Linked DNA regions of Mus musculus: regions 1, 3, 4, 5, 6 and 7 are each linked to region 2. A link is a contact called in public HiChIP or PLAC-seq and promoter capture Hi-C data. All regions are on one chromosome and are shown on one strand. Each heading gives the region's core, a stretch centred on a gene start, on an enhancer-like site or on the middle of the called end of the contact. The rest is flanking DNA. Distances are from core to core; before and after follow the strand shown. Region 1 holds the start of Stx4a (syntaxin 4A (placental)). Region 2 holds the start of Sephs2 (selenophosphate synthetase 2). Region 3 holds the start of Vkorc1 (vitamin K epoxide reductase complex, subunit 1). Region 4 holds the start of Zfp646 (zinc finger protein 646). Region 5 holds the start of 4930456A14Rik (a long non-coding RNA gene). Region 6 holds the start of Sult1a1 (sulfotransferase family 1A, phenol-preferring, member 1). Region 7 holds the start of Coro1a (coronin, actin binding protein 1A).

Region 1 (2,700 bases), core at 25-2,524, 570 kb before region 2:
GTTTTTCTTTGAATTACACCAGTGGGTTCCCACAAGCGTGGAGGAACCTCTCATCTGCTTGCCCAAAGAATACACACTGGCCTGAAAGGATGAGAGCAGTAAGTAATTTTGAATTTAAACTTAAAATAATAATAAAGGAATCTGAGAGGCCATAATGTGCTCTGCAAAGTACCATGGCTTTGATGCCATGGGACAGAGATCCTAGACCCAAGTCTGCTGTGTGACCTGGATCTATCACTTGACTGTATACAACAACTAGATACACCAGCAACTGGGCTGAATCAAAGGGAAAGATATGGCTGAGACCCTTGAAATTCATTCACCTTTTAGCTGCGCCCGGACCTCTCTCCCCAGCTGTTTGATCTCCTCTCGCAGGTTCTGCAGGCCCTGCTTCATGCCTAAACGAGAAAGCCAACACTTCTAAATCACAGCCTCTCCCACAAACCAAAACCAAACCCATCCTGGCCATCACCTGAATAAAACTACATCCCCCATAGTCCACCGGGCTGGCGTGCGTGAGCCCTAGGTTTCGCTTACTCTCCTCGGGAAGAGGCGTGGCCAGGATGGTGACCTGCTGTTTCTCCAACTCCCGGACTTTACTCTCCAGTTTGGCCATAGTCTGCCGAATTGTCTGCACCTAGGAAGGATCACCAAGAGGGCTGAAGACTTAAGTGTCACTCTAGTCCGCCCTACTCCTCGGTTCTCCTGACCCTTACCTTCTGGAAGAACTCGTCGTCCGGGCTGCCCAACCGGGCAGCACCTGAGTGCACCACCAGCGCGACTCGAACCTCATCTTCATCGTCTGAGATGTTATCCCCCTGCCAGGGCCGGAGTCATTGGCGACAGTTGCTCGCTGCGGTTCTCGCCCCGCAGGAACCATGGGCTTCCGGGATTTTCCTTCCTGGCCATCAGCCACCCGCCCGGGACCCAAAACCAGGAGTCCTCACTCCAGCGCGCCCGCCCGGCCCCGCTTCTCCTCACTCCAGGGTGTCCTCACCATCCCGGTTTCTCACCTGCCTCAACTCGTGGGTCCTGTCGCGCATGGTGGTCGGAGTGCCCTGGACCCGAGCCCAAAGGGCCTCAAGGTTCTAAATTTGGAAGTCCTGCACCTCTCTCACACTTGACACCCCCTCCCTCACCCAGCGAACTCCAGTACACCCCGGAGCCGCCAAAGGCCCCACCCCTTTCACCATCCACAGTCGTGGGGAAGAACCCGATCATAGGACCCCCAAAGTTCTACAGGTTGGAATTCCCTTCTCTTCCCCCCATCCTGCTCCCGCAGCTGCCGCCCCGCCCCTCGGGGGATGACTCCGAGCATGCGCGCGAGGGCTCGGCTCGTCCTCGCTAGAGGGAAAGGCGGAGGTCGGAAGCAGTGGCAGCCGAACGGAAGCGAGGCTGCCTGAGTCCAGAGCCCGCCCCGCTGCTCCCCCCCCCCCCACTACCGGAACATCTCATATTGGAGCCGAGATCTAGTTGCCCAAAGGGTTGGGAATGCGTCATTTGCACGCAGTCTGAGAGCCTCGTATCTCACATCACCCCATGGCGCCCCCTCATCACGTGACAGGCCGGGCCCAGCTCCGCGGGCTGCACGCCCGACCGCCAGTCATGTGTTCCGGCCTGTCAGCGACGTCTCGGGCTTCAGTCTCGCGACGTCCCCGACACCCCAGCGTCTGAGCTGTGCCCCAACAGCTTCTTCGAGGTGGGGAAGGGTACACTGCCTACTCTCAGCCACCTACTAAGGATGCTCTGTAGAATTCACTTTTTTGTTGTTTTAATTTTGGGTCCTCGGGCGTGGGCAAAGTGAAGACTTGCATTTGGGGCTGTCAGTATCATGAGACCTTGGAAATCAGGAAATAATAAGACCCGAGTCTCCAGCGTCAGGGAATTGCAGGGTTTTGTAGGCAGAGAATCTGGGGGTGGGAAGTGACCTCAGCCAAGGTGGCGCTCCCCCCGCTGCTCCCCCGCGTCCTCCTGGCACAGCCTCTGACAGGTGGGCGGCCTATGCCCCGAGTGAGCATTGCAGTCCCGCTGAGCTCGCTACCTTCTGAGCAGCACGACAATTCCAGAGCAGCTCAGACTGAGAAAAATGTACTGTTACCTCCGCAGCCCTGCCTTACAGCTGACGTCTCAGCATGACTTGCTTTTCTTTAACGGAATCCCCAACACCAAATTCGGTAGCTGCCACATAGCAGTCCTGCATAGAAGATTTGATCCGAATAGTAGCCTTTCCTGTATTTGAAACTAAAGCCCGTGGCTTCCTGATCTTCTTTACGCTTCTCTCACGGTGCCATTTCCCCAGATTTGTTTGTTTGTTTGTTTGTTTGTTTGTTTGTTTTTCGAGACAGGGTTTCTCTGTGTAGCCCTAGCTGTCCTGGAACTCACTCTGTAGACCAGGCTGGCCTCGAACTCAGAAATCCGCCTGCCTCTGCCTCCGGAGTGCTGGGATTAAAGGCGTGCACCACCACTGCCCGACTTCATTTCCCCAGCTTTGACCCTCCAGAAATACATTCACTTGATAGATTTATTGGACACATACATACTAGGGAATAGATACTGATATGGGCTAGCGACATATCAAGGACCAACAGACCAAAGTCCTGTGCCCTGTGGAACTTCTATTGTATAGAAGCTTCCCCCCCCCCCGCACCCCCCAAAGTCCCTCAGCAGGTGTCAGAACAGCTAAAAATGGGTATTTGAATA
Region 2 (2,700 bases), core at 167-2,666:
CTCCCAAGTGCTGGGGCTAAAGTCATTTGCCACACCATCCAGTTGTGAAAATCTTGACAACTTCACTTAGATTCCACGAATCCATGTAAAGGTTGGGGAGAGCCAAGCTACACAGTCATCCCCGGAAAGCCACACGCACCATCAAAGACAGCAATAATACAAAGATTCATTTACTTTTATTTTGTATGTGTAGGAGTGTTTTGGCTATATGTTTGACAGGGAACTGTGTGTTCCTGGTGCTCTCAGAAGCCAGAAGAGGGACATCAGGTCCCCTGGAAACTGGAATTACGGATGATAGCCACCATGTAAGTTCCAGGAACTGAACCCAGGTCCTTTGCAAGAACAGCAGGCGCTCTTAACCACCTACCTACCTCTCCAGCACCTATTTTAGGCTTTTTGAGACAAGATCTCACTGTGGAGCCCAGGCTAGAATGGACATCATTGTCTTCTTACCACAGTTTTCCAAGTACTGGGATCACACAGTGGAAAAACCTATTCATTTATTTGGTTTAGGGTTGCAAGCTGTAGAACAGGCTGGCCTGGAACTCACTATGTAGTACTATGTAGTACAGGCTGGCCTGGAATTAACAGTCTCAGTCTCTCAAATGGTGGAATTACAGGCATAAAGCCACTACTATGAGTTTAGCATTTATAATTTCAGTAGACATTGGCAAACCCCCCTGCCTGGATCTGAATTCTCACATATATTAACTTCAAGAAATAGAGACATCTTAGCACAGAGTAGCCATAAATAAATAATAAATTAGCTTGCACTGAAGATGCAACTCACTGCTGCCAGATAATGGCCAAAACAGTACCCAAACCTGTGCAGAATTTTTAAGTCCATGTGAAACTTCACAACATCAATTGTGCAATTTGCTTATGCAATCATAGTATTTACTTTGTGATGTCCCCTTTCTTCCCCTAAACCTCCCCTTAAAGTATTTTCTTAGCCTAGATTAGCTTTGTGTCCTGTCAAATGACCCTAGGACTGTTCTGACCTTGGGGCTAGCCCAGTGCCAGAGCTTCCTTCCGTAAGTAATTTATTCTTTGGTAAAATGATTCCAAAAACAGCAGACTTCTGCCAGCCAACTCCAAGACCAGGTTCCCAGGGCGGAGGGGGGCGGAGGGGACAAGACACGCACGGGTAACGTGGCTCCCACCTGTAATAACAGCACTTGGAAAGCTGAGACAGATCGATGGACTCGAGTTCGAGTCCATCCTGATCTGCGTTCCAGGCCGGTTACAAGGGGTTCACGTGATGATCTCGCGGGGACCGGTTGTGCAAGCAGACGGTTAATTTGTAATACACCTTTTTGAGTAAAGGAAGCCCGCCTCTCGGTACGGGAATCGTCATTGGATAGAGCAGCTGTCAATCACGCTGTATATAAATAGAGGCCGCGCGGCGCTCCGACAGGCAGCGTGGCTCGAGTCCTCCGGTCCGGCTCGCGTGGTTGATCATCTCCTGGCGTAACCTTGGCCCGCTGTGGCTGGGAGACTCATCTGCAGGTATCTGGGCCTTCTGGTCCGCACGGCCTCCCGGGCGAGCGGCGCGATGGCGGAAGCGGCGGCGGCGGGCGCCAGCGGAGAAACCATGGCGGCGCTAGTGGCCGCAGAAGGTTCCTTGGGCCCGGCGGGCTGGTCTGCCGGCCGGAGTTTCTCCAACTACCGGCCGTTCGAGCCCCAGACACTGGGCTTCAGCCCGAGCTGGCGGCTGACGAGCTTCTCCGGCATGAAGGGCTGAGGCTGCAAGGTCCCCCAGGAGACCCTGCTCAAACTCCTGGAGGGACTGACGCGGCCCGCGCTGCAGCCCCCGCTTACCTCGGGTCTGGTCGGGGGCCAGGAAGAGACGGTGCAGGAAGGGGGCCTGTCCACCAGGCCCGGCCCCGGCTCAGCCTTCCCCTCGCTGAGCATTGGCATGGACTCCTGCGTCATCCCCCTGAGGCACGGAGGCCTGTCGCTGGTGCAGACCACCGACTTCTTTTACCCCTTGGTGGAAGATCCCTATATGATGGGGCGCATAGCTTGTGCCAATGTGCTCAGTGACCTCTATGCCATGGGTATCACTGAGTGTGACAACATGTTGATGTTACTCAGTGTGAGCCAGAGCATGAGTGAAAAGGAACGAGAGAAGGTGACACCGCTCATGATCAAAGGCTTTCGTGACGCTGCGGAGGAGGGAGGCACTGCAGTGACCGGTGGACAGACAGTGGTCAACCCGTGGATTATCATCGGTGGCGTTGCCACGGTGGTGTGTCAGCAAAATGAATTCATAATGCCTGATAGTGCCGTGGTAGGAGATGTGCTGGTATTAACCAAACCTTTAGGAACCCAGGTTGCTGCCAATGCCCACCAATGGCTGGATAATCCTGAGAAATGGAATAAAATCAAGATGGTGGTTTCCAGAGAGGAAGTAGAGTTAGCCTATCAGGAAGCTATGTTCAATATGGCTACTCTAAACAGGACTGCTGCTGGCTTGATGCACACTTTTAATGCCCACGCAGCCACGGATATCACAGGCTTTGGCATATTAGGACACTCTCAGAACCTGGCAAAACAGCAAAAAAATGAAGTGTCCTTTGTCATACATAATCTGCCAATAATTGCCAAGATGGCTGCGATCAGCAAAGCCAGTGGGCGCTTTGGCCTCCTCCAAGGAACGTCAGCTGAAACCTCTGGGGGATTACTGATTTGTCTGCC
Region 3 (2,700 bases), core at 168-2,667, 620 kb before region 2:
CTTTTTGACTCTAAAAATAAACATTAGACTCAATGTTCAAGTCATGCTTGCAACTAGGTGTCAAGGACATGCTCAAGGGCAGCTAGTTTGTCATGTGAGCATCAGTAAGACGTAAGGAAGACTGGGAATGTAAAATCTTCCCAAAACTTGGCTGTGAAGGGATTAGATTAAAGACAACTGGAGAGGGAGCTGGTGAAGAAACTCCAGGCAAATGGGAAGGGTGGAAAGGCAGACAGTACAGAACTGACAGGTCCTCAGTGGGGAGGGGGGGATATTTGTAAAGGGGAGATAATATAAGAGGGATTGTTGGGTTGATCCAGGCTCAGGTTTTGCCAAGAGTGCGCCACAGTGGTACAGAGGTCTGGGAAATCACAGGAAAGTATGGCCTAGATAAAGGAATTTATTGTGAGAGGGAGGGTGCCTCTGCCCACAAGGGGCGCTAGTGAGACACGAGGGATGGCTGGCGGTGATCTTGAAAGACAGGTTGTAGACAAATGGTATCTGAAATAATTTCGGGGAAAATGCTTCCAGAGTCGTATCCCTGCTTTCGCGGAATTCCATTCGTCTATTGACCCGTAGGTTCTAGACATACCAGATGCATAGACAGAACTTGTCATAAAAAATGTGCTAAGCCGGGCGTGGTGGCGCATGCCTTTAATCCCAGCACTCGGGAGGCAGAGGCAGGAGGATTTCTGAGTTCGAGGCCAACCTGGTCTTCTACAGAGTGAGTTCCAGGACAACCAGGGCTACACAGAGAAACCCTGTCTCACCTCCCCCCCCCCCCCAAATGAGCTAAACGGGAGATGGTTTAGCAGTTAAGAGCACTGACTGAACTTCCAGAGGTCCTTGAGTTCAATTCTCAGCAACCACACACGGTGGCTCACAATCATATGTAACCGGACCCAATGCCCTCTTCTGGTGTGTCTGAAGATAGCGACAGTGTGTTTGTGTTTGTGTGTGTGTGTGTGTGTGTGTGTGTTACCGTCCTGTTAATAGTAGCTTTACAGAGCCGGGCATGGTGGCACACGCCTTTAAATCCCAGCACTTGGGAGGCAGAGGCAGGCAGATTTCTGAGTTAGAGGCCAACCTGGTCTACAGAGTGAGTTCCAGGACAGCCAGGGCTGCACAGAGAAACCCTGTCCTTGAAAAACCAAACAAAACAAAACAAAGTAGCTTTACAGCACTACATACTCAAATTTCCCTTAATGTCTTGCAGCCTCTCCAACTACAATTCCCATCATGCCCGGCAGCTGCGTTATCAATGATTACCCACATTCCTAAATCCTGTTTACCAGCCCAGCATTCCTAGCTGTCATGCCTAAGAATAACCAATTGAATTGGAGAACGCCAGCGGAGGCCGACCAATCTTCCGGTAGGAGGGGCGTGGTGACAGCAGGCCCCGCCCTGCCCCGTGGCGATTCTTCCCTCCTGTCCCTGGGCTGTACTGTCGACATGGGCACCACCTGGAGGAGCCCTGGACTCGTGCGGCTTGCACTGTGCCTCGCTGGCTTAGCCCTCTCACTGTACGCACTGCACGTGAAGGCGGCGCGCGCCCGCGATGAAAATTACCGCGCGCTCTGCGATGTGGGCACGGCCATCAGCTGTTCCCGCGTCTTCTCCTCTCGGTGCGTGCAGACATGGAAAGCATGGGGCTCTTGAAGGCCAGGTTACCAGATAATTTTGGAGTCTGGGGTCGCAGTGTCCACAGAAAGGACACTTTGAGAGCGGCCTGGCTCCATGGGTTTTGGTGGGTAATCGGACGTGCACACTGGACCTCACAGAGATACTGGTGCTTGAACGCTTTCTGAGGATACTGTAAATACCAATGATGGGAAGACTGGAGGAGGCAGGGCAGTATATTGCATAGAGACTGAGGAAACTTGAGATGATACAAAGCGGGAGGAGGGGGTGGACTATTGGCTGTGCTGAGGGGACAAAGTGGCTCACTCTGTCCGGGTTGGAGGACCAAATGTTAGTGGGTGGTGAGGGAACTGTAGCTTTGTAGGCCCAAGCAAATAGATTTCCCAGTTGTGATCACCGTAAAGCGAAATCAAGCTGGGAAAAACTTTTAACCTTTCATTTATTTGTTTGTGAGGTGGCACATGCATGCCACTACATGCATGTGGAAGTCAAGAGAATAACGTTCGGGAGTTGAGTCTCTCCTTCTTTGTGGGCTGCGGGGGGATTCGATCCAGTTGACAGGCCTGGCAGCTGATACTTGTTTTTCCTGAGCCATCTCACCAACTCCTGAAAAATTATTGATAGTCTGTGATGACAGGCCACTAAGAGCCCCAGGACATGCCAGGTCAATGCCCTTTGGACTCTTAGTAGGTGGAGCTTCTTGCTAATCACTGTTCTACAAAAAAGCTCAAGAGGCACTTGGCCTACCCCACTTACCTGCTTCTTTCACTTCCACCAGGTGGGGCCGGGGCTTTGGGCTGGTGGAGCACATGCTAGGAGCGGACAGCGTCCTCAACCAATCCAACAGCATATTTGGTTGCCTGTTCTACACCTTACAGCTGTTGTTAGGTGAGTGAGTGGCTTTGCCCCTTCATGACCTGTCTTCTGAAATCCAGAGCAGCCCCACCTCGTGTCGTGTCGTGTCGGTGACCCAGACAATTGACACCCAGCTGCTAATTACTGAGCAATCTCATCACAAGGAGTCAAGAAAGCAGAACACTTAGCAGGAGGCTTATCCTA
Region 4 (2,700 bases), core at 49-2,548, 600 kb before region 2:
TAGCCATGGTCTCACTCCCAAGGTGTGGAGCGGTTTCCATGGCATGTGGAGGCCCGTGCCTTCGGTGGCTCTCAGGAGCATGAGTCCTCATATGGCTCTGGAGGGCCAAGCGATTAGAAAAATCCTTGCCACAGGTGGTACAGGGGAAAAAAAGAGTCTCATGGTTCCTCTGATGGTTGGCCAAGTTCTCCGGGTGACTGCCATAGGGGTGAGGGATGCCATCGGCTTCCTCCCCGTCCTGCTTAGCAGATGAATGGCGCAGTTCTCGATGCCGTGCCAGTTCTGGGAGGTTAGGAAAGTGGCGCTGACAGTCAGAGCAACTGAATGAGAGGGGCATGTCCTCCATGAGGCAAAGCGGTAGAAAACCCCTGGAGGCTCAGGAGGGACAGACAGGTGGCAGCAGCATTCTCTCTGCAGAAGGGCTGAGGCCTAGAAAGGGGGGACAGTAGTCAGAAGGAAGGATCGAGTCAGTTTTGTTTCTTGGTTACTAAAGCAAGTCGCAAAGAGGTTCCCCAAACATCCATGCCAAGGGACCCGCTCTCTCTTAGGTCTGGAGGTTCAGAAAGCCTCGCTATGCACAAACTCCTAGAAATGTTCCCCCAGGTTTAAGTCATCTCTAGAGCCTGAGAGAAATAAGGAAAATAAAATCTGGAGCCTAGACAGACTGATTTTGTTTTTTAGGTTATATATAATGGATCTTATTGATCTTCAGACTGTGCACTCTATCATTCTGACAACCTAACAAAAATCTATGAGGTGTGTGTTTGTTTTTGTAACAACGAACCAGAACTATTTGCTTTTGAGATATGGTCTCAGCTCACTGTAAAGTTCAAGCTGCTCTGGGATTCCCTCAGTCGCCCAAACTAGTTTCACACTTATGAATTTTCCTACCTCAGACTCCTGAGAGTTGAGATTGAAGGAGACAGCCACGACTGTTGGGCAGGCCTTACACAGACGTGCAACCTTTCTTTCTTCACTCTTCAGCTAAACCGAGTGGTCTGAAAAGAATGGCAGAGCAGCTGCTTTCTTCAGTGGTCACCTATGTGTTGTAGAAGGTAGAGGCCCTCTTAGGGACGAACCTGGCTTCAGTGGTCACCTATGTGTTGTAGAAGGTAGAGGCCCTCTTAGGGATGAACCTGGCCTTTTCAGCATCACACTGTTTCCCTGTTAGGCGTTAGTTTTACTTCCTTTAAGTACATTTAATCCCATTCCATTTCAGGTTGAAAGTTCATTTTATTCTCTGCCTTTTCTATCCCCTACCTACCTTACCTTGCTGTCTCCAACACTTTTCATTCCCTCTTCTACTTTTTCTCTAAATTATGATAGCAACTCAGGCTGGACAGTACCATGGGCCAAGCACTGCTGTTACACAAGTGTATTTGGGGTGGGTGGGTGGCATTTCAGACAGGGTCTTACTATGTAGCCCTCGCTTCCCAAACTGGGACTAGAATCATGCGACACTATGATAAGCTTGTAAGTACATTTACACCACTAAATCCAAAGCCGTGTTACCTCGTTTTTTTACATAAACTCACTTCAAGAGGCAACCTTCATTCCAAAACCAGCAGCAGCTATTCATTTCTGCCACATCATCTGGCCTTTCTCCGGGGCTGACTAGTCTCCTGGGACCCTAGCACAACTATTTCTAATCTCACCAGCTGAGCCTGGTCCCAGAATTCTCACTTCTCAAAACTCCTTCACTCGAGTCCCCTTTTCCTAACCAACCACCATCACATTCCTGTAGAGTCACTCGTCTTTTCTGCCAATTTCTTCTCTAGATCCCTACCTCGCACCAGGAGTGCCTTCTGGTTCCCGCCGCCGGCGCGTCCGTTGGAGGTCGTGAACGGGAGCGCGCCTGCGCACTGGGACCCTTACCCTAACTGCAGCCGCGAGCCATAAGTGGTGGCTGGTGCGAGAGTTCTCGAGCCCATACACACGCACACTCAGCCAGGGTACCCGGGAGTGGTAGCTGAGGGAAAGGTGCGGGAGAGAGGAGGAGGTAGAGGGAGCAGGGACAGCTGGTATGAACCCAGAGTCTAGCCCAGTTCCGCGGACACTTCCTATTGTTACCAGGAACCAGGAAGTGTCCTAGATGCTAATGCTTCCCCGCGAAACTTCCGCCTGGGAACACTTCCTGTCCCTCCCGCGGGCAGTGTTTCCGCACGGACACGCTTCCGGCGCTAGGTTCCGGGTGGGCCCGACTGTTTGTTTTCTTTTTGTTGTTTTGAGACTGGGTCTAACTCTGCAGCCCGGGCCGGCCTCGAGCTCGGAGCAATCCTCCTGCCTCAATTTCCAGAATGCTGGAGCTCCCAGGCAGCGTGAGCCCCCACGCTCCGCTGCGGGCGCAGCTCTGGCTCCGCCCACGCAGGTCGGCGCGGCGTTCGGATGGATTTAAGCCACACTTCCGTCCAGAGCTGCTGAAACCCTTCGCGTGCTTATTCGGGCAGTACGGTCACAGGAAAGACCCTGCAGCCCCGGCTACGGCGCTTTGGTGACACTTTTCACGAGGTTCCATAAAAGCTTCTTCCCAGGGCTGGCGTGGAGGGATCCTCGCTGAGTCCTTTCCTCGCTGTTAGAGGAAATGTGGACTCGACGTGGACGCGGGCACCACAAAGCCCGAGCGCCCTCTCCGCATCGTCCCACCTCCTAGCTCCTGCAGACGCTTCCGGCGACTTGGCGGGTGTCCGCCGTCAATCAGCC
Region 5 (2,700 bases), core at 163-2,662, 770 kb after region 2:
GGATTTTTTTTTTTCTCTTGCTCCCGAGACTCCGCCCACCGGTCACCCAGTGGCGGAAGAACCTCACGCTACGACGTGACACCTCACACCACCGCGGAGACTTTCTGACGTTACGCTGGCGGCGTGGGAGGGGCGGGTCCGCCGGCACTTCCCCTTCCCGGCTTTGGCCCCGCCCACCCTCGTTGTGAAGCAACCGCGGCCGCCAGCATTTAAGGTGGCTCAGAACCTAGAGGTGCGCTAAGCGCCTGCGCGGCTCCTTTTCCGCCCCAGGGGCTAGGCCGGTCGGAGCCACGGCTCGAGCCTCTCCTCTGTTCCGGAACTAACCGCCTGGCGGCGCTCCCCGCGCCCCTCCCCCGCCGGCGCTTCCGCCCGCGCTCCTCCCTCTCCTTCTCCAGCGACGCGCACGCGCGCCAGGCCGGCTCGCGCCCTCTCGCTGTCCACCGGCCCGCGAGATCCCCCCTCCCCTTCCGCCTCGCGGCGCTTCCTCGCGCCGCCGTCTTCTCGATCCACCCCTGACACCGCGGGGCTCCCCCCGCCCGCCAACGGCGGGTCCCCTGCTTGGCGATCTCTTTCGCTTCCCGCGCTCTCCAGCAGGGGCCCGGCCCCAGGCCCTCTTTCCCTTCCCTCTTATTTCTCTTCCGGACGCTGCCATCATGTTGAAGCCTCAGCCGCCACAACAGACCTCCCAACCCCAGCAGCCGCCCCCCACGCAACAGGCCGTGGCTCGCCGGTCTCCCGGCGGGACCAGCCCTCCCAACGGCGGCCTCCCGGGACCGCTGACCGCCACCGCGGCTCCCCCGGGGCCTCCCGCAGCGGTCTCTCCGTGCCTGGGGCCTGCAGCCGCTGCCGGCAGCGGACTTCGCCGCGGAGCCGAAAGCATCTTAGCGGCGTCAGCGCCGCCGCAGCATCAAGAAAGGCCAGGGGCAGTGGCTATCGGCAGCGTCAGGTGAGGACGGGGCTTCCTGGCTAGGGAGAGCCCGGGAGGCAGCGCCCCGGCTTGGAGCTGTTGAGGGGGCTCTTGGGGGCCCAGGACCCCGTGAAGGAGGGGGTGGACCCTCGTGCCAACAGGTCGGAGAGAAAGCTCTCCGGGAGGTCTCCAGGAGCCTGGGGGCAGCGCTCGGCTCTCTGGGCCTAGTCACCTCTTGGGGGTCTGGGCCCTGAGGGGAGGCGGGGCGCATCCCGCCAGCTCCGTCGGCAAAGGGTGTTGGGGGGGTTGAGGAGGTGATGGGGTCCCTAGCTCCATTACCACGAAGGATCTCGCGGTCCCCGGCTTCAGCCAATGGGGAGTCAGCTGCATGAAGGGGTCCCCGACTGTAGCCAATGGGGGGGGGGCGCGCGGCCCACAGTTTGGCCAATGGGGAGGGAGGGACTTGGGAGCGGATTGTTCCCTCCTCTTCCCGGTGTAGCCAGTGAGAGGGGGACGGGGTGGGCGGGGGCGCGGAAGCAGCGGCTACTGGGAAGACTGCGGGCTGGGAAGCTCCTGCGCGCGCGCTCCCCGGGCGTACGTGCGCGCGGATGCTGTCTTATGACTCGGGCATTGGCTTGCCCCGGTAACACGTAGAGCAGAGGCGGAGGAGGGAGGGGTTATTTGGAGGGTTTAGGGGCGTTTGGTGTCGGTGAGTGGGGAGTGGGTGCCCTCGGTTTTTCTCGGTGTGTCAATGCGATAGAAAGAGGCACTGGACGCAGGCGCAGTGGCTTCTGTTCTAGAGCGGGTGGTGGAGCGCGATGGGCTGTAGTGCGCAGGCGCAGACCGGGCGAGGCATCCCGGTGGATGGTTTTTGCGGCTGCGCGGTCCCCCAGCCCAGCCAACGGCCCCCTCCTCGCCCTCCTCAACTGCCGGTTACATCAGCCGTCGAGGAGCTGTGTTACCTGGCGTTTGGGGATCCCTTCAGAGTGGGTAACAGGCTGAATGAAAATAATGAGGGCGAAAGGGTGGGGTGTGGAGAATATACTTCTCCTGGGATTTGGAATCCAAGGCTCCTGAAAGCTTTTTTTCCTTTGGGAGGTAATGTGTCTAAGCTCAGAGGTGCTGCGTTTGGGATGCCCGGGCTTTCGCCTTCACAGCTGAAGTGTGCTGTTGGTTTAATACTATAGCAGTGGTTTATCGGAAGAGTGAAGGACTGTCCCTTAGAGGAAGTCAGGTTGTATTGCACTGACTGTTAGGAACATTTGACAGCTATTGTTTATTGAATATTTTGTTGACTTTTTTAAAATCTTGAATTCGGAGAAAATGTTTTAGCAGTTAATGCCTACTTTCTTCTTTAATGTGAGAACTTGAAAAGTCTTGCTTGTTAATCAGTCTATAGCCTAAATCAGCAAGTTGACCTGGTACATTGGTCTAGGGTTCACTACTAATTAAAACTATTTCTCTCTTTCTTTTTTAATAGGGGACAGACCACCGGAAAGGGACCCCCACAGTCACCCGTGAGTGCCTTCTTTTCCTCCTGTAAAGACACTCGGAAGACAGACAGTGTGGGACAATCTGAGAAGAGAGTATTCACCTGCTGCCCTTTACTTTTTTCTCGTGTGACAGGTGTTTGAAGGTGTCTATAACAATTCCAGGATGCTGCATTTCCTGACAGCTGTAGTGGTAAGTAACAGCTTTAACCTGGGTGTCTGAGGAATATGCTGTTTCAGTTTCTTAAAATGACTAAATGGTTCACCTTGCTAGGGTTCTACTTGTGACGTAAAGGTGAAAAA
Region 6 (2,700 bases), core at 192-2,691, 600 kb after region 2:
GGTGCATGCTAGTAGATCCCATGGCTCTAAGGCCTGGCACTGGATCCGAACGCCCACCCACAAGAAAAAAGATGACATAATATATGAATATATACATTCATACCTGCAATCTTAGCCCTTGACATGCTGGAGCAGAATTGCCACAAGATCAAGTCTACCCTGGATTACATGGTGAATTCCTAGTCAGCCTAGGATCCAGTATGAGACCTTGTCTCTGTCAGTTCCAAAGCCAGCATTCTTTAGGATCTCTCGAAGCAGTTCTCCTCTACTAAAGGAGCCATTCCCTTATTCTGGCAGAAGGAACAGATCTGTGGTACCTATTAGCACACTAAAAGGCATGCTGGCATCTTGGCTCCTCTCGCTCCCCTGGCCCAGAGGCTCCCTTTCTACCAGCTTCTCACTGTCCTATAACCCAGCTATCTCAGCTACGCATCCCCCAACCCCACTCTCCAAGTCCTCGTCTTTGTCTTCATCTCTTGCTATCCCATGCCCAAACCCACTTCTCATGGCCAAGTCCAGTTTTCTGGTCATATTCAGTCCACTTCTTTCTCTCTGGACTCTTCCAGATCACTATGGCTGAACTCTCCCTAGCATCTACAATAAAATCCTCCCCTCAGTCACACCTCGGAGTGGTCCTGTCATCAGTCTACATAGTCTCAAACAAACACAATTTCCTCTAGAGAAATGGGAAGTCTTGTCCTGATGCCCAGCTTTGCACAGCTCTCCTCTGAGATGACAACTCTGTAAGGGTCAGGAGGTGCACAGCTGTGGTACAGGAGCCTCTGCAGCCCCAGTGCAGCTTGATATTGCATCTTCACTCCAACAGCAGACAGAGGTCAAGGGGGCACTCCTCACTCCTGGAGGTGTGTCTCTCCCAGCTGCAGCCTCTTGTCTTTGCAGAGGGTGAAAATCTTTCTAGGGACTGATCTCCACCAGTCACGTGTGGTATTGGATGAGGTAGACTAGAGCCATGAAGGCAGGGGCACCTTCCAGGGCCTTTAGACTCACACTCCCATGAACACCCCTCCAACTCTGTTGCACCTCTAGTTCCTTGACCTTGCTCCTTCCCATCATTCTGGACTTTCCCTGACGTCAGAGGTTCCAGGCATCGCTGTGGTTGCTCTGATCGAAGCCCAAGGTGTCCTCAAGACTGGCTTGGAGCCAGCAGGTGTCCCCATCTGGCTACTTTCTTCCCTATGCCAGAGTGGGTTAATTAGAAAAGTCCCATTGTTCTACCTTAAGTTTAGGTAAGTTAGGAAGGAGTCAGAAGCAGAGCAAAAGAAACCCACTGTCCATGCTGTGGCCTGATTGGTGTTTTGTTTTGTTTTGAACAGGCTAAACCCACAGTCCACAGTATGGTTAACAGAACCCTGCCCTACTCCACCTCCTCCCCTTTTTGTTTCTGGAGAACAGCCAGTCCTAGCACTGTTTCCACTTCCTCCCACTTGGGACACAAAATCTCCAGCTCAAAGACCAATTCTGCATTCCCCACATTGCAAAGCCTACACAAAGATCCCTACCACTGAGCACCGAGGGAGGCATGGCTCAGAACCCCAGGTGAGTGGCAGAGTGGGGTGGCCACCTTGTCCTGCCCAGATACTGGTTCCACTGCTCTTCAAGTGCCAGCTAGTCCTTACACTTTGATTAGTCTGCCTGACTGCTGCCTGGGCCTCTAGCCTCTCTACTTTCTCCATGCATACCCCACCTCAGAAGAGCAACTGTGGTTTGTCTGAGTTCCCCTCCGCTCTGGCTTGTTTTAGAATCCTTTTTATTTTAGTAGAAAGTTTCTCCCTACCTTGCAACAAGCTTAATAGCTAAATTGGTTATATTTGTCTCAGAGCAAAATAGGATATCAGTTCTAGATGGGCTGAGGCATTTCTGAAGATAACAGGAAGTTCAAGGGGAAAAAAATAGAGAGAGGCCATGGCCTGAAGCTGCACTAGGAAGTAGTGAAGACTCGGCTGGTGCCTGCCGTTTTCTCATGTATGAGCTGGAATATCCTAGGAAACAGCACACATTGGACTGATTCTACCTCAGAGTGTTTTAATGCCTGGACTATGTATGCTTGGGCACTAGGGACATGGAACAATGTTCCACAGGTGATCAGACATAGCACAGTGGTGACTTTTGGTGGAGATAGATTTGCCTTTGATCCCAGATCTACCTGCCACTTTGGGGGGCTCTGCCAAAGCCCCAGGATCCCCGTCTTAAATCATTTAACACATGGTACTGTGGACTTGCTAGAGAAGTGGGTTTTACTCTGTTCTCAATGCAGCAACATGGAGCCCTTGCGTAAACCACTGGTGCCTGTGAAGGGAATCCCACTCATCAAATACTTTGCGGAGACAATGGAGCAACTGCAGAACTTCACAGCCTGGCCTGATGATGTGCTCATCAGCACGTACCCAAAGTCTGGTGAGCGAGCAGTGGTCCCCACCACACACACACTTTGGTAAGCAGGTCAAGACTCTGAGCCTCGCTCACCTCTTGCTCCTCCCTTTCCAGGTACTACCTGGATGAGTGAGATCATGGATATGATCTATCAGGGTGGCAAGCTAGATAAGTGTGGCCGGGCCCCCGTCTATGCCCGGATACCCTTCCTTGAGTTCAGCTGCCCAGGGGTCCCCCCAGGTATGTGCATGGGGGTGCTAGAGACAAGTGGAAAAAGGTAGGACCGGGCCCCAGTTTAACAAAGTTCCT
Region 7 (2,700 bases), core at 8-2,507, 570 kb after region 2:
GTTCAGGGAGGTGGGGCCTCTTGGCCAAGATCACACGGCTAATCAGTACAACTGGAGCCCCTTCTGTTCTTTCGAACTACTTCTACCTTAAAGAAGAGTTTCTTCTGACTGGGTCTTGCTATGTAGCCCAGGCTGGCCTCCTGCCTCAGCTTCCTGACTACAGATGACTGTCAGCACACCTGTGTCCTTGAGCTTTGCTGACACTGCGCCTCAGCCCCCTACCCTTCTCCAGAGCCACTTGTGGTGTTTCCTCTTCCTCCCAGGATAGCCCAAAGCTTTGGTAAATGGCAATAATGAAAAGAACCAACATCTTTTGGGTTTTTGAAACAGGGTCTCACTATGTAGCCTTGGTCTGGAGCTTACATGTGGACCAGGCTGGCCTTGGTTTCACTGACCCTTCTGCCTCTGCCTCCGTAGTAATGGATTTACAGGTGTGGGCCACCATATCTGACTGTAAGACCCCAACACTAATTAATACCTGCCACTCTGTAGATGCAAATCCAGCTATCCTTGGAGTGACCATCTCCATACGAAGGCAGGTAAGACTGTTATAGACAGGAAACTGGGGCTGAGATTAAATTAACCTGCCCAAGGTCACTCAAATGAGTGACAGCCAGGAGTCACAACAATGGTTCCAGCAAAGGCCTTTCTTCCTCTGCCCTTGCTACCGTGACAACCCACTCCCCTCAAGGGACAGGAATGGACCACAGCCCAGCTGTGTGTGATATCAGACTTCTGTGTGTACTCAGTGGCTTTTAAACTGTGTCAGACGGACTCCCGACTCCCTCTTCTCATGGCCCGAGAGCTCTCTAGAGGGGGAGCACTACTCATTTGCCTCCATAGCCCCAGCACAGAACAGGTGCTCCATAATGCCCAGTTATTTTACTTCTTCCGGGCCTCAATGCCACGAAGCAGAGGACAAGGGTGTCCCCGCTGAAGCCCTAAATCCCTAGAAAGGAGAAATGACCCCCCCAAGGCCTCCCAGAAATCCATTTGGGGTAACGACAGGAGAGGTCCCTCCTGTAGCAGAGAAGGCTCTCAAGCTGGTTGAAGCCGTTCTAAAGCTTTCTCCGGTGCCAGGGAAAGGACCTCGAGGAGGCAGCGGGCGGCTGGGGGAGGGATGAAGGAACGGGATATTTTTGCGTTCTGACATTAAAAGAAGAGTTGATTCGCGTCAGCATCTGTTCGGGGGTTGGAGCTGACAGCATGGGGAGCGGTCCCAGTCTTGCAGCCCTGGAGCGAAGGGCCGGGCCTCCATGAGCTCCGCCCAAAGGGGCGCTACCACCCGGAGGAGGCCGGCGCACGGCCGCTGCTCATTCATTGTCTTGACAGAGCATCCTCGGTGGCCAGCCTGCAGCTCCTCCATCCTTCTCTCCTTCCTCCTCTACTTGGGAGGGGTCACGCTCAGCTCTCCGCAGCAGGTGAGGCTGGGCGCCGGGGGAGGGCTGGTCACAAGGGCCAGGCAACGCTGCCATGGGCCACCTGTGGGGCCAGCGCCAGTGTGGGGGCAGGACTGTGGGACTGTGGGGGCGGGCGAGCTGTCAGAGCCACCAGGCTGGGGACAGAGAGCCGGTTTGTGAGCCCCGCCAGGAGGATCGAGGACGAGGGAGTTCGAAGGGGCAAGTAGGTCCCAGAGTGCTCCAAGGTGAGGGCTAAGGACCATCGTGACCAAGATGGAGGTGGGCTCCTGGGAGCGGCCGTAGCTGGGCTCAGAACCTATGCCCCGGGGAGGGAGCTTCTGAAGGTGGGGGATGCAGGGTGGGGTGAGCCAAGTAGCTGCCCTGAGCTTTGAGACAGGAAGGGGTTGAGTGCAAAACAAGACTAAGTTCCCCTTTCCGTGGTTTCCGGGCTTGGTACCTGGGTGGGGGAGGAGGCCGGGTGGGGCACATCTTCCGCCCCTACCTTGGATTGGGCTTTCCTTCTCCCAAATCCAGACTGCTCACTGGGGTCTTGTGTCCCCTTCCTGTCTTGGAGACTTCACTCAGGCACTTCACCTGCTTTTATTTTTAATAGACCTGGGAGCCTCCTTGGTGATACCGGGGTGTGCGAGGACTGGAGTCCCAGCACGAAGGGGCTGAGTCCCCCATTAAGGCAGAGCAGATGGGTGAGGCTGGGGAGGTGGATAGAGGCTCTGGGCAGGATGCCTTCCACAGCGCAGCCGAGGTTCCTTTACTGAGCAGGAAGGAGGAGGGATTGGGCACAGGATAGAGGCAGCCCCTGGGCTTCACTAGCTGGCTGCCTAGCCACAGTGGGTAACCATCTTAGCGGACCTCAGGGAAGTCAGGGTGGGCCTCTCCTGAGTGTAGTTTAACGGAAGCAGAAATGGCTCAGAAGAACATCTGCTTTTTTTCTGAGCGGAGGTTAGGAGCAGAGGTCTGGGGAGATGCTGGGACCCAAGCCATTGCTGCTTCTTGTAGCCAGAAACCTGGGGAAGCCATCCTGCTACTGCATCCCTTCCTAGGCAAGCTGGCTTGCATCCCTCTGTGTGCCATCCCTGAGCTGGAAGGCCAGGGAGAAGCCCTGCCCTGCCTTTAGGAAGCTCTGTGTGAGGGATGTGGGATCTAGAAGAGTTCGATAGGAGGGAACCTATCTCCAGACTGTCTGGACCACTAGGAAGGAGGCACTGTGTCTTAGTCAAGAACCAGACCCTTGGAGCCACACCATAGCAGGCTGTTGTAGGGGCTGATGGTGCAGGATTGA

What was found. Promoter capture Hi-C pulls out the DNA fragments that hold promoters and counts their contacts. HiChIP or PLAC-seq counts read pairs in DNA pulled down with a chosen protein or histone mark. Capture Hi-C pulls out chosen DNA fragments and counts their contacts.
Region 1: a promoter capture Hi-C map of fetal liver shows a contact between it and region 2, with 4 times the contacts expected there. The contact joins the promoter of Stx4a here to the promoter of Sephs2 in region 2. A contact is called at or near these places in 5 of 39 promoter capture datasets (the C10 cell line, cranial neural crest, fetal liver and 2 more), 3 of 115 datasets of contacts at active chromatin or transcription factors (bone marrow-derived macrophages, double positive thymocytes and microglia) and 1 of 9 other capture datasets (adipose tissue).
Region 3: a contact with region 2 is called in an H3K27ac HiChIP or PLAC-seq map of microglia, with 7 times the contacts expected there. The contact joins the promoter of Vkorc1 here to the promoter of Sephs2 in region 2. A contact is called at or near these places in 1 of 39 promoter capture datasets (liver), 2 of 115 datasets of contacts at active chromatin or transcription factors (extraembryonic endoderm stem cells and microglia) and 1 of 9 other capture datasets (macrophages).
Region 4: a contact with region 2 is called in a promoter capture Hi-C map of hematopoietic stem and progenitor cells, with 2.4 times the contacts expected there. The contact joins the promoter of Zfp646 here to the promoter of Sephs2 in region 2. A contact is called at or near these places in 9 of 39 promoter capture datasets (3T3-L1-derived adipocytes, cranial neural crest, embryonic stem cells and 5 more), 6 of 115 datasets of contacts at active chromatin or transcription factors (the SCID.adh cell line, acute myeloid leukemia, bone marrow-derived macrophages and 3 more) and 3 of 9 other capture datasets (liver, macrophages and pancreatic islet).
Region 5: a contact with region 2 is called in a promoter capture Hi-C map of liver, with 3 times the contacts expected there. The contact joins the promoter of 4930456A14Rik here to the promoter of Sephs2 in region 2. A contact is called at or near these places in 1 of 39 promoter capture datasets (pre-B cells), 1 of 115 datasets of contacts at active chromatin or transcription factors (pancreatic cancer cells) and 1 of 9 other capture datasets (liver).
Region 6: a promoter capture Hi-C map of liver shows a contact between it and region 2, with 2.5 times the contacts expected there. The contact joins the promoter of Sult1a1 here to the promoter of Sephs2 in region 2. A contact is called at or near these places in 5 of 39 promoter capture datasets (hippocampal neurons, liver, neutrophils and 1 more), 1 of 484 Hi-C or Micro-C datasets (liver) and 1 of 9 other capture datasets (macrophages).
Region 7: a promoter capture Hi-C map of liver shows a contact between it and region 2, with 2.9 times the contacts expected there. The contact joins the promoter of Coro1a here to the promoter of Sephs2 in region 2. A contact is called at or near these places in 4 of 39 promoter capture datasets (hippocampal neurons, liver, neutrophils and 1 more), 4 of 115 datasets of contacts at active chromatin or transcription factors (astrocytes, bone marrow-derived macrophages, double positive thymocytes and 1 more) and 2 of 9 other capture datasets (adipose tissue and liver).

Annotation. Positions count from the first base shown.
Region 1 is chr7:127,840,382-127,843,081 of GRCm38.p6, reverse strand. It overlaps Stx4a (syntaxin 4A (placental)), which reads right to left and starts at 1,274. Exons shown (of 11, transcript NM_009294.3): 1 at 1,014-1,274; 2 at 717-818; 3 at 538-637; 4 at 324-398. The coding sequence starts at 1,043.
Region 2 is chr7:127,272,775-127,275,474 of GRCm38.p6, reverse strand. Sephs2 (selenophosphate synthetase 2) reads left to right here and starts at 1,416. Exons shown (of 1, transcript NM_009266.3): 1 at 1,416-2,700. The coding sequence starts at 1,556.
Region 3 is chr7:127,894,334-127,897,033 of GRCm38.p6, reverse strand. It overlaps Vkorc1 (vitamin K epoxide reductase complex, subunit 1), which reads left to right and starts at 1,417. Exons shown (of 3, transcript NM_178600.2): 1 at 1,417-1,625; 2 at 2,420-2,529. The coding sequence starts at 1,453.
Region 4 is chr7:127,876,299-127,878,998 of GRCm38.p6, reverse strand. It overlaps Zfp646 (zinc finger protein 646), which reads right to left and starts at 1,298. Exons shown (of 3, transcript NM_172749.4): 1 at 892-1,298; 2 at 1-429. The coding sequence starts at 346. It overlaps Zfp668 (zinc finger protein 668), which reads left to right and starts at 2,163. Exons shown (of 3, transcript NM_146259.4): 1 at 2,163-2,700.
Region 5 is chr7:126,501,146-126,503,845 of GRCm38.p6, reverse strand. It overlaps 4930456A14Rik (a long non-coding RNA gene), which reads right to left and starts at 1,412. Exons shown (of 3, transcript XR_869939.3): 1 at 1,247-1,412. It overlaps Atxn2l (ataxin 2-like), which reads left to right and starts at 409. Exons shown (of 22, transcript NM_001361487.1): 1 at 409-946; 2 at 2,388-2,424; 3 at 2,534-2,590; 4 at 2,672-2,700. The coding sequence starts at 654.
Region 6 is chr7:126,675,159-126,677,858 of GRCm38.p6, reverse strand. Sult1a1 (sulfotransferase family 1A, phenol-preferring, member 1) reads left to right here and starts at 1,441. Exons shown (of 8, transcript NM_133670.2): 1 at 1,441-1,557; 2 at 2,276-2,415; 3 at 2,506-2,631. The coding sequence starts at 1,541.
Region 7 is chr7:126,703,373-126,706,072 of GRCm38.p6, reverse strand. It overlaps Coro1a (coronin, actin binding protein 1A), which reads left to right and starts at 1,257. Exons shown (of 11, transcript NM_009898.3): 1 at 1,257-1,421.